2 separate regions of the Mus musculus genome follow, and region 1 is linked to region 2. Evidence: chromatin contacts called from public HiChIP or PLAC-seq data. All regions are on one chromosome and are shown on one strand. The core of a region is the stretch at or near the end of the contact, and the rest is flanking DNA. Distances in the headings are between cores, read along the strand shown.

Region 1 (5,411 bases), core at 2,451-4,950, 41 kb after region 2:
CTGGCCTCCCAGGGAGTGTTTCATCTTTGATTCCTGTATCTTCATAGGAATAGTACATTTTCTGAAACATATGAAAATGATCAGCTTTGTATGGGTTCAGGGAATTTGAAGTTGGGATCTCACTTTTCCATAGCAAATAAGTTTACCCAATAACTCTTTCCCTCAGTTCATGTGTTCTTCTTAGATTTCCTTTTTATCAACTCAACACAAGCCAGGATCATCTGGGAAGAGGAACTTCACCTGAGACTATTGCCTCTATCAGAATGGTCCATCGGGAGGTCTGGGAATTTTCCTGGGAAACGACTAGTGCAGAAGAGTCCACCTCACTGTGGGCAGTGCCCCACAGGGCAGTGTTCTGGGTTGTTTAATAAAGCTAACTGAGGAAGCCATGGGAAACAAGCCAGTAAGCATGTTGCTCCTTGGTCTCTGATTCAATTCTCCCTTCCAGGTACATGTCTGATTGTGTACTTCCCTTCCAGAGAGATTATAAACTGTGAGCTGAAATAAACCTGATCCTCCTCATGGAGTTTTTTTTTACAATGGTCATCATCACAACAATAAGCAACAAACTGGGAAACCATGCATAAGGGTTTTTTTGCTAAAGACAAAAGCCACAGGATAGAGGTTTGCTGTCATAGAACATGCTCAGCATACATAAAATTCACTTAACTGAATAATACCAAAGCCCCAGAGGCAAAGACTGAAGTAGCAAAGTAGGGGCTGGTGTTCTTGAGGGCACTTACCTTGTAGACCACCTCAGAAGTGTCAGAGATGAGCCCAGGCAGTTGGGCCACTCCACTCTGCATAATGGCTCCATGAAAGAGTCCTTTGGACACGGGACAGAATATGGGAAGACACACTTGTGCCTCCTGCTGAGACTCCAAATATAGTGACCCTGTCACGGTTGCCTCCAAAGTAAGTGATATTCTTCTGCACCCAGCATAGGGCAGCCACTTGATCCAGGTATCCCCAGTTGCCTCTGGCATGCTGGTCTCCAGTGCTGTGAAGCAGCAGGAAGAAGAAAGTGTGGCTGCCCATGTTCTACTAAGTCCCTTTTACACAGCCCAGTCCCAGGCTTACCTGAAGAAGCCAAGGATCCCCAAGCGATACTGGATGGTGACAATTATTAGTTCCTCAGTGGCTGCCAGTTCAGATACATCATTCATGGAAGCGGATCCTACAACCAGTCCACCACCGTGGATCCATACCATCACCTGGAGACAGAAACTCAGATGCCAGAAGGTCCACACACAGCCCAAGCTCATCTAGACTACCCACTCAGTTATCAACTGCTTTGCTCTGTGCAAGTTGACCTACAAACAGATCTCCTCAGGATCTCAGGATGTGAGCCACAGATGGGGTGCTTTGGGCCTGGGAGCATATTTGCATCCCTATGTCCCCCAAAGGAAATCTCAGCATGGATTAATGAGTCTATGTCTAAATTAAAGTCATTGTTACTCTAAGACCCATCTAAGAAAAACAAGAAAGGAATGCCTTCCTGAGGGGCTTTCCTGATTGCTAATCAGAATGGCCATCAGATCCCATTGGCAAAACAGAACTTGTAGCTAGAGATTTGCATGATGTCAATATTCATCCCTTGTTACCATCCTGAGTGGGTCTGCCAAGTTGATAGAGGAATTCCTGGGTTAATCAAATACCTAGACCCTCTTAACTTTCAGATGCCAGAACTCTGAGTCACTCACAAACAGGTTTAGGCATCTCAACATGGGCCGACATGACTTTCTTGAACCTTAAAATGAAAGACTACTCATCTTGGTCTAAACTACAGTGGAGCTCAGAGTTATTTGGACCCTTCCCATCTTCCAGGGAAAGAAATGAACTCTTCCCCAGCTGACCATAGCCTGGCACTCACAGACAGATTAGAACCCTCCTGGGCATGGGCTGGTGTGTAGATGTTGAGATACAGGCAGTCCTCAGACATAGGAACCATGATCAGCTTCATCTCCTCCATACCTTCTAAATTCATCATAGCTGTCTGCAGACACCTAGTGAAAATGGAAGAAAGGAAGTCCTGCCCATGGTAGGAGGCACCATTCCCTAGGAAGAGGCCTTCTGGATTTATATAATAATAGAGGGAGTCAGTGAAGATTAGTAGGCATGTATGTGCCCTTCAAACGCTGTTACTGATTATTCATGTGATGTGATCAGTTCTCTGAAACTTCTGCCTCTGTGGTTTCCCACCTATGGTTGATTATAAGCTGGGATTGTGACCCACAGTAAAATCTTTCTTCACTAAGTTGCTTATGTAAGGATACTTTATCACAGCAATAGAAAGAGAACAAAGATACTTGGATATTGGGGTACTGTGCCCACATAGCAACTATAGGAATGAGTGGGCAATACCACTCCATAGGGTAGTGAGACATTCTTCAGTTCACTCCCAAGTACCAATAAGGTACCTCCTTGTTCCACATAGTCTCCAGTTGGAAGCATGTGTGCTTGTTCCTTAGTCAATGGCACAAGGACAGTGGATGGTCACAGGGACCATGAAGAATGGGCTCAGTCTCTGCTCCTTACTGCAGTTCCTACAACTAAGTCCCTACAGGGGCCGATCTCTGACCCAGCAGCCTGGCACAGCTGTTCTACTCTAATTCTTAGCACATTCATCAGGAACGCGCATGGGAGATGCCCCTCATCATAGGCAGAAAACTGCTATAGAGCTGAGGTGGAGGAAGCCTGCAGTGTGGCCCAGAGCACAGGCCTGAAGTTCCCTGGGTCCAGAACTTACATGGCTGGTAGTGAGGTCCCATCTCTCACACCACTCCATGGCTCAGGGTCCTCAGGAGGTGCAAAGCGCAGTGGTCCTACAGGAGGCTTGGCAAAGGGGATTCCCAGGAAGGCATGGACACCAGATTTAGTGTCCTTCACGTGGACAAAGCTGCCTCTCACCTGACCCCTGTGGGTGTTCCTGATGGGGCTGGCTGAGTCCTGGCCTGTAAGTGGAGAGACGCCATCAGCTGTCACCACACTTGGGACTTTCTACCTCATCATCACCATGGTACATGGGGAAGGTAACCTGGGTCATCTCAGTTCAGTAGTAGGACGAGGAGATGAGGGCTTCTAGATTCCCTAGGGACAGACACCTTGTCCACTGACCCTCTTCCAAACTGTTAGGACTCTTCCCTAGTCAACAAAGTGACAGGCTCAGAGCCACTTGGCATTAGGCAGGAATTATTGTCATTATCCATGTTCAGTAGGACTTCTAGCCACAAGCACACACAGAGGAGGGACATGTTCTGCTTGTTGTTCTGTCCCTGTTGTCTCCTTAGTATGTGCTAACCTCAGACATCTCTGCCCCCGTGTGCCCTGGTGGGACATTAGCAAGCATGCAATCTGCATGCTGTCACCTGTCATTCTCCACCAGCTCCTTCTCCCTCCCTGGTTCCTTCCATCCTCAATATCAGCCTCTGACTCTGAAAACCTGGAGCAGCTCTGACTCATGTCCCCTCTGCTCTTCTAGAGAGTCTCACCATGCACATGCTGGAGGGGAAGCAGGAGGCTACTGGCTACCACATACAGCCAATCACTAAGTCTAGTGAAAGACATGGTTGAACCTCAGGCCTAAACCTGTGCTGCTGCAGATGAGAATCTTACAGCAGGAAACAGAACAGATTGGCCTGGCCCAGGCAGGAATTTGTACCTTTAGGGGTGTAAGTGTGGACATTTGATTGGATGGGGCAAAGTTCTTATTGTAGAAGACCCGATAAGGCAGGAGCCACAGGGAGCCAAGAGCCAGCAAGCAGGGCAAAGCCACCTCTGCAGTTTCTGCTCCTTCCTTGATCTCTTGGACAGACACAACATAGCACCTGAAGTCCTTCTGGAATGCCAGGGTCCTTGACCTCCAATATGGAATCATTATGATCCCTGACTCTCTTACTCACCATCCCAATGTAGGTATTGATATGAAGACCAGGGAGCAGAAAGCTGTAACAAGAGAAGCCACGGGGCTCCTGTCAATTGGTACACAGTCATGATGCCAAGCTGAAGAGAACAAGGGCAGGAGCTCTGAGTGTCGAGTGTATCTCTTATCCTCAAGAGTCCTCTGTGCTGATGATACTCAGAGCAGTGAGTCCACACTGGAGGCCTTTGTCTGTGATGGTGACCTTAGAATCGCAGATACACCCACCCCTCAATTAGGTTATGAAGGCACTGAAATTGTGACACTTCTGCCCTCCCTCCAATGTGGCCTCTCACATTGCCAGCTCATGTTTAGATCAACTTCACTGCCCATTGGCAAACATTTTACCCTTTCCTACCTTTTAGTTATGTATTGTGTACACATATGTATGTGTATGGGCACTCAGGTTCCATTACACACATGCAGAGGTCAGAAATCAATTTGTAGCAGTCAGTTCTATCTGTCTACCTTATGGGTTCAGGGACCAAGATTAGATTGCTATTCTTGGCAGCAGCAAACTCCCTAACCAGCTGAGCCCCTTGTCAGCACCACCCCACCCCACTTCCACCACAATCTGACTTTGATGGGTTCTGGTATGCATGTCCAGGATATTAGTTTCAAATAAAAAGTCCTAGTAAGCTATATCAAAGAATATACAACCAGGAGTTTACAACTAGCCATACTTGACTTCCTGGAAGAAGTGGTATAGGAGTCAACATGGGGTAGTCTTTTTTGTTTTGTTTTTGTTTTTGTTTTTTTTTTTTGTTCCAAGACAGGGTTTCTCTGTGCAGTCCTGGCTGTCCTAGAACTCATTCTGTTGACCAGGCTGGCCGTGAACTCAGAAATCCACCTGCCTCTGCCTCCCAGGTGCTGGGATTAAAGGCATGCACCACCACTGCCCAGCCCTTGGGGTAGTCTTTTGTATCTGAGATTTGGCTTTGACTCTATGTTTTCATCCCAGAGAATATACACCCCCATAGCCCGGCACTGCTGGTTTCCTTTACAGCCCTGGTTTCTCCTGCCTCCCTGATACAGTGTTATGCCTCTAATATATGCTTGTCCAATCTGTGATCCCAGGCCTTCCTGGAGGATGTTCTACTTTGGGGATTGAAAGGTCTCCAACTCCTCCAATCTCTGGGCCAAGCAGTCAACTTCTTTATGTTTCCTGAACCTTTTTGTGCTTTTTTCTTAACTCCAAACTGTTTTGTAGCTCATCTGGAGGAAAGTCCCGTATCCTCTGCAAAGGACATTTAATATCATTCAGAGGCCAGAGACATGGTAAAAATGTTGACTGGTTTTCTTCTGTTGATGGAGTCAGGGACACAGTCTAATCAACTGTCAGGCAGACAGACAGATATACAGACATTGAAACAGAGGTTTAAGTGCAGAGGCTCAAAGTTCATGGAAATATCTGCATTGAGACACCACTCCACACCCATTTAGCATATTCATTGTTGGCAGAGACATGGAATACCTGGCACCCCCATACATG
Region 2 (6,014 bases), core at 2,483-4,982:
AGCTAAAGTGAATTTCGTTTTAAAAGGAGAGATTTTGTTGTTGTTGTTGTTTTTTTTTTTTTGGTTTTGTTTTATGAATTTTGCTGGCATATATGTCTGCAAAACACGAGAGTCTGGCATCTGCAGAGGCTGTAAGAGAGCTGGAGCTACGGATGGGTGTGAGCTACCATGTGGGTTCTGGGCAAGAGGAACAAGTGCTTTAAACTGCTGAGTCATTAGTAAAACAACACCAAACTCAACTTTTAAATTTAAATCTATGGGTACGTATAGGCCACATGGTGCATTGAGTGCCCACAGAGGCAGGAAGAGGGGGTTGGGTCCTCTGGAGCTGGAGTTACAGTGGTTCTGAGCTGTCTGATATGGGTGCTGGGAACTAAACTCAGGCCGTCTATAAGAACATGTTCTCAGCTGCGACCACCTCCAGCCCCCAAACTGGTTTTCTTTGTAAATTATTTCATGTATGTAGTTAATGGAAAACGGCCTATCGGCAGGAAGGAAAAAGAAAGGAAAAAGAAAGTCTTAGAAGCTAAAGAGAGCCAAATACAACATACAACATTGGGAAAAATCTAAGTGCTATTCTTAGAAAACCTATACATGGCTGGATAGCGTATATTAGTTTTGTTTTGGGACAAAGTCCATAGCCCAGGCTGATTCATTATGTAACTGAGGAGGACTTTCAACTTCTGATCCTTCTGCCTCTACCTCCCAAGAGCTGGAACTACAGGCAGGCATTGCCATTCTCAGATCAGAATGCCGCTATGCTGGTCAGATAAACACCGTGGCTATGTAGTTGTTGTGGTTTGAATGAGCACGGCCCCTACTGGCTCATATATTTGAATATGTTTTCCAGCCAGTGGGACCAGGAAGAATTAGGAGGTGTGTCCTTGATGGAGGAGGTGTGTCCCTGGGCGTGGGATCTGAGGTTTCAAAAGACAATATTAGCAGTGCCCCACTCTTTGCCTCTAGCTTGTAGATTAAGATGTGAGCTCTCAGCTGTTCCTGCTACCATGCCATTGCCCTGCCATCATGGACACTAGCCCTCTGAAACTGTAAGCCCTAAACCATTTTCTTTTATAAGTTGCCTTTGTCATGGTGTCTTACCACAGCAATAGCAGAGAAACAAAGACAACAGACTTACATCAATTTAGGACACGGTTCCTTAAAGTGAAGGAAGGGTCACATTTTTACAGACTCCTCTAGAAGCAGTTCTTAAATACATACACATCAATAAGGCCCAACAGGTCAGCTGAATCTATTGAGTTCCATTCATTGGTGGCTTGGCTATCCATATATATGTATATATTTCTTCAAATTTTAATTTTTATCATTTGCAACCTTTGGTATCTGAAACATTGGAAAGGCTAAACAAATTTTTAAAAATTATTATTATTTTTTGAGACAGGGTCTCCCTATAACTGCCTTGGCTGTCCTGGAACTCTCTATGTAGACCAAGCTGTTGTCAAAATCATAGATGTGCTTGCCTCAGTCTCCTGAGTGCTGGGACTAAAAAGTTTGTACCACTATATACAGCTTGCTGATTTACTTTATATGTATGAGTATTTGCCTATACATGTGTGTATCACATGTGTTCCTGGTGCCTTTGGAGGCAAGAAGAGAATGTAAGATCCTCTGGAACTGAAGTTACAGATGGTTGTAACTTGGGCGCTGGGAACCTAACCCAGATCTTAAGAGCAGTAAGTGTTTTTAACTGTTGAGCCATTTTTCCAGCCCCACTGGGAGTTATCAGAAGCAATGAGGGCACCTCATGGACCCACCCTTCATAGGTCCCCACCCCACTCTACTACAACCGAAAATGAGTCCACTATGAGAGACGCTAAGGCATACTGGGAAATGAATATAAATTAAGGGTTTATTACAAAATAAAAAGTGTTAAGTTTCTCCTTGTCAGTGATTCAAGAAAACAAAGCCATGAGCCCTTGGTGGAGCTGAGGCCAGGACAACCTGAGTGCAGGCTGGGGGTCCAAAGCCAGGCTCACGAGCGGGCGGATAAACACTGATTAACAACCTCAAGCAGGTGTGTATTCTCCAGGGCAGCTGCCACTCGCTCCTTATCTGCAAGTTGTTTGTTCACTGGGTAGGAAAAGAAGGGTGGAAAAACAGGATTAAAGCAAACTTGGGCCAGGTTGCTAGCCTCAGTATACATTATATTTCTACCAATAAAGTTCTTTTCTGATAGTCTCAGGACTCCAAGCCTGGATCAGGCTATATGCATCACCTGTACCCATAACTAGCTTCATCATTTGGAATGCCCGTCACCACCAGGGACTGCTTATGTCTGCCTCCCTCCAGTGTTTCCTGAAGCCCGACCCAATGTCCCTGTGTACTTGAGGACCACAGGAGGGTGGGTCATGGGAAGCAGGAGATTTCAGTCAGGCCAGCTTTGGTCTAAGCTGTAGTATGGCCATTTTATTCACTTAGTCCCCTGGTCCTAATCTTGCCCCCACAGATGACTGTGGCAAAGGGGAAGCCTCACCTAGTTTGGGGCCCAGCAGTCCACACTAACCTGCATGCTCGGAGGCGTGGGTCCCGGGTGTAATGTGTACATCCATCTGCAGGAAAGACAATGTGGGCCCGAGCATTTACCCGCCTGTCCTTTTCTTTTGGACACTACCTCCCAACCATCTGAACTCCCAGTCACCCCTCTTGATTCTGGCTCTTCCAAGCCACCCCAAACCCACCTGCAGTCAGTCAATCCACTTTTACCCTAGGACCTAGTCAGCGACTATTGACTTTAAAAGCCTTCCAGTGCCTCGATCGATCACGCCCATTCACAGCTCCCAGCTGCCCTTTCCACCACACTCCTATTTTCTGGAGTTTTTTCCCCCCAATATTCTTGTCACATCAACTTGGGGGTTCAACTCTGCGAGTTCGGATCCTTCCGATCTCCGCCCGATGTCCCCTCGCCCGCCCCAGTAGTTTGTTTCACCCTCGGGGGCTTGACTCCAACTGACCTTGAACCGCTGGGGAAGGGATCGCAGCAGCTTGACTTTGATGGAGAGGCCAATAAGCGTGGCCATGCTGCAGTGTGGGATGGTGGGTGTGAAGGCCACTGCTACTGTGCTCTCTGGGTCGCTAACCTGCGATGACAAGGGAGATCAGATCGCAGTGATCGCACGGCGGCCCCTAGCCCAAAGACACTCTTTAGTTTATCGATTTGGGCAAGTCACCCAACTTTTTATCGGCTCCATAAACATTAACACACCTCCCACAGATCCTCTTGGGGGCTTGTGAACGGAGAACACCAGCCTCTGAGGTACAACGGTACCTTTTTGATTACTCGAGTAAACTACTCACCTGAATCCGAACTTGCTCTACTACGTTCAATTCCTCCAGTGTCAGTGGATGCTCCGGGTCATTAATGGAGCGGATAAGATGTGCCAAGTGAAGGAAAAGGGACTCTAAGTTTTGGCCCACTCAAAATCTCCGCAGGCAACGCCTAACCGGGACACCCCTCCACCAGCGGGCTGCGCATCACTTCTTGCCGACACCCCAAGCCCCCACCGTCCCGCCAGCGCCCTGCAGCGACGGATATCGAAGATCTCCCGGGCGTCGATGCTGTCCGGCACTTCCTCATCTTCCTCGCCCGCCGTCACTGGCCGCTCCCCGGAACGCTCATAGATGAGGGGGTTAGCGTTCTCTAAGAGCCCGCCGCCGCTACCGCCGCCGCCCACCATCCCGGAACCGCGGTTCCCACAATCCCCCGGTGGTGTGTACTTCCGCTCCTTCCGCGCACTTCCTGGGAACGAGGAGAGGGCGTGGTGTGGCTACGGGGTCGTGCAAGGGACACGCCACACTCCAGGGATTCGGCGAGTAGTTTGCTAGAAGCGGTGTATTTGTCGTGCGGGCTACTCCGAAAGCGGGAAAAATGTTGGTAGCTCTCGCCGGGGCGTCCCTTCGGTTCTTAGCCGTGGGATCCTGTTGGGAGCTGGATCGCAGGAAGCCAACACCGTCTGACAAGGGCACTAAAGGCTCCTTGTGATTGGGCCTTGGGACGCTCCAGCTCGCTGTCACGCTATCGTAGAACCGTAGATCTAATGACACGCTGGTTTCCTCTAGTAGGAATCGGCAGCACTAGTTACATGCTTGTTAAGTAGATACGCGATCCTAAACTCTCACCTCAGAGCATCCTAATGTAGACCGTGGTGACCTCTAGGCCACTTGAATCTGATCTGCCCTGAGAAGGCAGCACTTAATTTATCCTATAACCCCTCCCTACCAGACTGTCTCCTTTGCTGTCAGCCAGGCTATGGAGGCCACGAATGCCTTAGCAGGCAGAAATATCATTCTTGGCATGGGTGATGTCATGTCCAGCTTGTCTAAAGAATGGGAAATTGCACATATAATTCCCACAGTCTTTTTCGTAACTCAGGAGAGGCAGGGTTGGTGGAAGACAGACTTGTGCCATTGGGACCAGCACACGTGGCCCATGGCTGACTGCTCGCAGGACTGAATGATGGCAGCAGGTCCAGAGGTCCCTCAGTGAGCCTGGATGGATAAGCTGGGGTCTTGTAGTGGGTAAAAACAGTGTTTGAAAACAAAGAGTACTTTGACAAGGCTGACCTAAAGGTCACAAGGAGGTAGCAACACCCACAGTGCGGCGCCCGCTGATAGAACAGACTCAACTTTGATGCCATCTGTACATTTCCAGTCCCATCATGACCAGTCACATGGGGAAATCTCTTTCATTTGAGTGGTATTGATGTGGGTGTCCACGCCTTCCTGCTAGTTCCCTTCGCCAAGCTGCCTCTAGGGATGCTGTGGTTTATACCCCTGGGCCACCTAAACTGTGTAAAGGATGGGACCTCTGATCCAGCAATGTAAGTTCTCCTGGGGCCAAGGGGACTTAAGGGACCTCTGAGCTCTGGGTCAGGCTGCAGCAGTTTTTCCATCTCAACCCCACTGGGATTTCCAGCACTGTCGGGAAGATTCTCACATTCATTAAAATTTTAACTACATTTGAGAAGAGGGCACATGCCACAATGTGTTAAGTGGAGGTCAGAGGACAAGTTTCAGGAGGGGTTCTCTCTTCTAGTGTATGGTTTCCAGGGATAGAACGCAGGTCATCTTCAGTCATTGCAGTAAATGCCTTTATCCAACGAGTCATCCTGTGTTTCCTCCACCATATATCTGTGCTGCTCTTCATTACTCGGTACCAAGTTTGCCAGTGTCCTGTCTTGCTTCACATGCTCAATAATTTCCCTCGTGATGTTATATATGTCTGAGTTCAGTGAATGGCAACTTTGCTTCACACCCCAGTGACCTGGGTCCCTTTCTCTCTTCTTTACCTTATCTTCTCTCCATCCTTTCCTTCTTCTTCTTCTCCAAGTCCCAGACGTCTTTAATGAATCTGAAGCTTTGGAGGAGACAGAGGTGAGTGGGTACCACAAACTTATGTCCACCTCTTAGCAAGTCTCAAGTTTTTTTCGGTCTGTAAATGGATTATAAATAACCCAAATAGTAGCAGCTTGGTATGTCCTAGGAAATCCAAGCAGCCATAACAAAATCATTGTAAGCTGTAAGCTGAGTGCTATGGTAAATATGTGTGTCTGAACTACTGGGAAGGCTGAGGCTGGAGGACTGATGAGCTCAGGAGTTCAGAGATAACCTGTTCAATAATAGACTCTATCTATCTATCTATCTATCTATCTATCTATCTATCTATCCATCCATCCATCTAAAGATATGAATATGTTTCACATGTATGTGTGTATATATCATGAGCTGTGTGGTTTCTAAGTCAAGATTCAGATATCAGCAGATTTGCTGTGTGGTGTGGGTTAACTATCTGGTTTAAAGATTTCCCTTTTTGTCTTTCCAGGTAGAAGAGATACACAGTAGTACTCATAACCCAGACCTGACAGGCCTGAATCTTAATATCATCACATTGGACATTGGTTTTCAACAAATATGAGCCATAGAAACTTTCAGAACTTAGTATCTAAAGGCCTCTGTTTCAGCCAGCAAGGTTGCCAACAACTGGAAATGCCTCCAAC

Evidence for each region. HiChIP or PLAC-seq counts read pairs in DNA pulled down with a chosen protein or histone mark.
Region 1: an H3K4me3 HiChIP or PLAC-seq map of intestinal villus epithelium shows a contact between it and region 2, with 7 read pairs. The contact joins the enhancer-like site here to the promoter of Ciao2b in region 2. A contact is called at or near these places in 1 of 39 promoter capture datasets (macrophages), 3 of 115 datasets of contacts at active chromatin or transcription factors (embryonic stem cells, intestinal villus epithelium and pancreatic cancer cells) and 1 of 9 other capture datasets (liver).

The regions. Positions count from the first base shown.
Region 1 is chr8:104,678,646-104,684,056 of GRCm38.p6, forward strand. It overlaps the pseudogene Gm7208. Among named protein-coding and RNA genes, the nearest start is that of 1700082M22Rik, 40 kb to the left of the region's middle. Within about 2 kb of position 3,701, at least 3 of the 459 cell types and tissues checked have an H3K27ac peak or open chromatin away from gene starts, as enhancers often do. A contact at or near this core is called in intestinal villus epithelium, where this site is marked.
Region 2 is chr8:104,637,996-104,644,009 of GRCm38.p6, forward strand. It overlaps Ciao2b (cytosolic iron-sulfur assembly component 2B), which reads right to left and starts at 3,733. Exons shown (of 5, transcript NM_026753.2): 1 at 3,554-3,733; 2 at 3,316-3,395; 3 at 2,973-3,098; 4 at 2,525-2,570; 5 at 1,844-2,091. The coding sequence starts at 3,695. The coding sequence ends at 1,994. It overlaps 1700082M22Rik (a long non-coding RNA gene), which reads left to right and starts at 3,755. Exons shown (of 3, transcript XR_003947594.1): 1 at 3,755-3,888.